Linked DNA regions of Macaca fascicularis: region 2 is linked to region 1. A link is a contact called in public Hi-C data. All regions are on one chromosome and are shown on one strand. Each heading gives the region's core, a stretch centred on a gene start, on an enhancer-like site or on the middle of the called end of the contact. The rest is flanking DNA. Distances are from core to core; before and after follow the strand shown.

The links. Hi-C and Micro-C count contacts between places; a contact is called where the count stands out from the background.
Region 2: a contact with region 1 is called in a Hi-C map of liver, with 3 times the contacts expected there. The contact joins the promoter of DYNLRB1 here to the enhancer-like site in region 1. A contact is called at or near these places in 2 of 2 Hi-C or Micro-C datasets (liver and skeletal muscle).

Annotation. Positions count from the first base shown.
Region 1 is chr10:90,344,939-90,347,489 of T2T-MFA8v1.1, forward strand. No RefSeq gene overlaps it. Among named protein-coding and RNA genes, the nearest start is that of AHCY, 8.3 kb to the left of the region's middle. Within about 2 kb of position 1,288, at least 2 of the 6 cell types and tissues checked have an H3K27ac peak or open chromatin away from gene starts, as enhancers often do. A contact at or near this core is called in liver, where this site is marked.
Region 2 is chr10:90,554,092-90,556,642 of T2T-MFA8v1.1, forward strand. It overlaps DYNLRB1 (dynein light chain roadblock-type 1), which reads left to right and starts at 1,271. Exons shown (of 5, transcript XM_074005102.1): 1 at 1,271-1,315.

The DNA.
Region 1 (2,551 bases), core at 38-2,537:
GGAGGGAAGGAGGGAGGCGCAGAGGCGCGATCTCGGCTCACTGCAACCTCCGCTTCCCAGGTTCAAGCAATTCTCCTGCCTCAGCCTCCCAAGTAACTTGGATTACAGGTGCCCACAGCCATGCTCAGCTAATTATTTTTATTTTTAGTAGAGACAGGGTTTCACTATGTTGGCCAGGCTGGTCTTGAACACCTGACCTCGTGATCCACCCGCCTCGGCCTCCCAAAATACTGGGATTACAGGCGTGAGCCACCGTGCCCGGCTGATTAAGTTTATTTTTAAGTTTACTATCACATGGATAAAAAGTATGGATAAAAGTACTGTTTATTAACACATTATTGGTAAGAGTGTGAGGAAACAGGCTTCCCCATACTTTGCTTTTGGGATTGTACATTGGCACAACTTTAATGAACAACACTCTGGTAATAACTAACAAGATTACAAACTCACATGCCCTTTGACCAAACAGTTCCACTTCTAGGAATTTCTTCCAAAGATGTATGCACATGGGAGCAAAATGACGTTAAGAACAAAGGATTGTCCTTCCATGGAAGACTTGTTAAATAAATACTGGTACAATCCACATGGTGGAATACCCAGACAGCCATTTTTTTGTTTAAAGGAGCTGTTTATCTAATAATATGGAATGATCTTCCAGATATAGTGGCCCGATGCGGTGGCCCAAGCCCGAGGCCTAAGCGCCACTGCACTCTGCCTGGGCGACAAAGCAAGACCCTGTCTCTATTTTTAAAAAACGACAGTCGGGTGTGGTGGCTTACGTCTGTAATCCCAGCACTTTGGAAGGCTGAGGCAGGGGGTGGGGGGGGGGATCACCTGAGGTCAGGAGTTGGAGATCAGCCTGGCCAACATGGCGAAATCCCATACTTAAAATACAAAAATTAGCCGGGCGCGGTGGCACACGCCTGTAATTCCAGCTACTCAGTAGGCTGAGGCAGGAGAATCTCTTGAACCCAGTAGGTTGCAGTGAGCCGAGATTGTGCCACTGCACTCTAGCCTGGGCAACAGAGTGACACTGTCTAAAAAACAAAACAACAACAAAACATGATGAAGGACAAAAAGCAAAGTGCAGAACGGTGTGCCTAGTATGCGATTATTTATGTAAAAGAAAAAAAAAGAACACACAAACAGGTATTTGCCTATACATGCAGAAAATATACCAGGCTGGATGTACAAGAAACTGCTAACAGTGCTTCCCTGGAGGTCCCCGCCCACGCCGCTGAAAGTTGCCCTGGACCTTAACTGCTGATGTCCCTTCTCCAGGTCCAGGCTCCAGTGGAGCTTCTGGCAGGGCGTGGGAAGGTCGAAATCCCAGGCAGAAGCAGGTCCCGGTCCCTCCTCTCGACCTTTGTACCTGCTTTTTACGTGTTTGCTTTTGCAAACAATTAGGTTCCTGGCGCGGAGGGGCGGAGATGGGGCGGAGGGCGCAGGAGCCTGCCCATTGGCCGTGGGGCTTCAGCCTGACCTGGCTCCAGCATCCCCGCTCGCCTCCCGGCGGTCCTGCGTCTCACTCTGGATTAGTTGGAGGCTTCGAGATGGGATAGAGAGGGGTGTAGGCGCTGAGAAACCCCGCTGATGGCGATGGAGCCGGATTATGCAGTTCTGGGGAGTCCCTCCCTTCTTGTCCACCCCTATAGGGGTCTCTCCTTTCCCGCTCTATTCACGCCCCTCCCTCCAGGCACCCCTGGGCCCGCCTCGAAGTCATCGCTGGGCTGGGGAGTACAGAGGTGGGAGACTTCTTAGAGACCCTGGGACAGGACCCCCCTCTCTCACTCAATCCTCCTCAAACCAGGCGGCTCTGCTGTGAGTCCGGCGTCCCAGGAGCTGCCAGCCCACCTATCCCCGGTTTCTCCGGTTGGGGGAGCCCTCCAGGCTCGTAGAATACAAGAGACCGCCCCTCCCTAGCTGCGGGTCATCTCTAAGCGACAGGCTTTAAGAGGCACCCCAAAAGGGGGATGTGAGGTGGTGTGGTTCTATATTATTATATCGAAATCATCTGATTATGTGCCCGTCTCACTGTTTCCAGGAGGGAGACTGCACACGATATTTGGGAATGAATTAATGTTCCCGGATGTCTGCCCGGGAACTCACGCCGTGGTGCCCCTTGGCTTCAGCCTACAGTCCTGGCTCTCCTCAGGGTGGAGCCAGGGAGTCCCCTAATCCAGGTCTCTGATGTCCCCCGTTGAGGCTGGATCGTTCCCCAGTGGGGCTGGATGACCTCTGGGTTCACTTCCCAGCCTTGTCTGAGCTTCCACGCCCCTTTTATGCTAGTATTTGCTAAGAGCCTCGTCCAGGGACCTTAGGAGTCACATAGCCGGGGGTTCTACCCCTGCCCTTCATTTCTCAGATGACAGAAAAGCAAAAGGAACACTCTGAGAACTTGTAATGGGGAGGAGTGGGGAGTTGGTCCAGTCTGACGGGGCGGGGGCAGGGTGGGAGACGTCCTTGGAGCGAGATCTTGGAGGAGCTCAGTCGACAGAAAGGAAGCACGCAGCTCCACGCTGCAAGAGTGGAGAGCTGTAAGGTGCCCTCC
Region 2 (2,551 bases), core at 21-2,520, 210 kb after region 1:
CCTGCGGGAATAGAATGTTAGAGAGCGGAAACCGGGACAACATTGGGCTCTGGGAAGAAGAGTCCCCCTTTCAGAGGTGAGAACAAAATAGAGAACAAAGATGTGAAGTGGCTTCTGCTACGTAACGCGGGGCGGGGCTGAGCTCGGATTCGAAAGACTCCCAGGCCAGCCGGGCGCGGTGGCTCACGCCTGTAATCCCAGCACTTTGGGAGGCCGAGGCGGGCGGATCACAAGGTCAGGAGATCGAGACCACGGTGAAACCCCGTCTCTACTAAAAATACAAAAAATTAGCCGGGCGCGGTTGTGGGCGCCTGTAGTCCCAGCTACTCGGGAGGCTGAGGCAGGAGAATGGCATGAACCCAGGAGGCGGAGCTTGCAGTGAGCTGAGATCCGGCCACCGCACTCCAGCCTGGGCGACAGAGCGAGACTCTGTCTCAAAAAAAAAAACAAACAAACAAAAAGAAAGACTCCCAGGCCAGCCCTAACCAATTCATCTCCGAGCTTGCACGGCATCTTCCCCGGAGACTCCAGAGGTACCTGACTCCAGCCCCACCCCCGACCTGCCCGAGCCCAAAGCGCATTTTGGCCCTGGGCCTGTCTCTGCCTCAGTCAGGGCGCAAAGGGGGTCTCAGCAACGGTCCCACTTGCCTTCATACTCTCCCACCACGCTCCACCCAGGGACTTCAGAGTCAGCTTAGACCTCCATTGAGAGCTAAAAGCCTCTTCCGATACCGAGAACCAGCATTTTTTTTTTTTTTTTTTGAGTCAGGGTCTCTTGCTCTGTCGCCCAGGTTGGAGTGCAGTGGCGCAATCTCGGCTCACTGCAGCCTCGAACTCCTGGTCAGGCGATCCTCCCACCTCAGCCTTCGGAGTAGCTGGGACTATTGGGGCGCGCCACCATGCCCGGCTAGTTTTGTTTATTTTTTAGTAGATAAGGGGTCGCTCTCCATGTTGCCCAGGCTGGTCTCGAACTCTTGGACTCAAGCAATCCTTCCGACTGTCCTCCCAAAGTGCTGGGATTACAGGCGTGAGTCACCGCGTCCAGCCAGAACCAGCATCTTTTCTGCACGGCTGGAGTTGGGAATTTTTCGCAGCTTAGCGTTCCGCTTCTTAGCTTTTTGCTTTCCCACAGTGGAAAGCAAATTTTCCAAGAGTCCTGGCGGAGCCAGGATCGTCTCGCCCGCCTCCGCTTCACGCTGGCTCCTGATAGGCAGCTAGAGCTGTCCGTTTTGACAGAAACCTGTGCGCAGGCGCAGAAAGGCACGGGACTGGGCTGGGTGTTCGCTACGCGGGGCTACCGGATCGGTCGGAAATGGTGAGCGTGCGCCGGGGGCTTGTGGCTGGCGGCTGCCCACCACCCCACGCCAGGCCTTCAGTCCTCTGAGGATGAGGAGATCTCAGACCTCCGGACGGGAATCGGTGGGGGCTGGGCGTGGCCGGGCCCGGGACCCAGCCGACTTGAGGGCGGAACCCGGCGGCGGAGGCCTCTAGAGCCTGACCGAGGCGGGGCCGCCGGATCCCGCTGCCCCTTTACCGGAAGCAGGAGCCTGGCCTTGGCCAGGAAGAGATGATGGGCTAGGGGTGGGCAGCGGCCATGCAGCCTAGCGTCCTGGGTCTTGTTGCGCGATGGCAACCTTGCTAACGTTTCCCGGGAGCTCAGTTTGTGGCAGGCTCTGCCAAGCACTTTATGTGTCTTGTATTTCATCCCCCCTCCTCCTCCTAGCTCTGTGAGGTAGATATGATCTTTAGTCCCATTTTGTTACACATATCTGTTATCCAGAGCCCCGAGAAGCCAAGTGCTTTGCCCCAAGAAATGGTGGAGGTGGATTTGAACCCTAGAAGCTTGACGGCCGCCACTCTGTCGGCGTGATTTTTCTAGCCGCTGGGACTGGGTGGGTGCCAGAGTCAGGAACGGGCGGGGTCCGCTCTTGGGGATCCCAAAGCCGCCTTTTTACCTTTCTGGCTGCAGTTGTGGGCTCTCTACGCCATTACAGGTTTTGTGTTTTTAATCCTCACAGCTTGTGCAAAATTTGAAAAAAAGTTTTAAATTTTAAGCCATGTGAGTGTATTACTTTTTCAAAAATCTTATTTAGAAATCTAGAGCTTATAAGAAAAAATCGAAAAAAGAAACTGTCATCATCTAGGGGCAACCACTTACAGTAGTCATGTGACTCTTTGCTTGTTCTTGGTTTATACAGTTTAGCCCCTATTGAATGTACAATTGTGGGTTCTGTGTTTTTCATTATTACACCACAAAGAATATCTCCACATCATTACAAACATGTAATAATGCTTAAAATATGTATAACTTCATTTTTCACATCACTTAAGCTGTAAAAAAATTGATATATAATAGTTGTACATATTTATGTTGTAGATATACATGTAATATTTTGATACATGCATATGATGTGTAATGATCAAATCAGGCTGTATTATAGAATATCCATCACCTCAAACATTCATTATTTCCTTTTTTTTTTTTTTTTTTTTTTTTTTGAGATGGAATCTCGCTCTGTCACCCAGGCTGGAGTGCAGTGGCACCATCTTA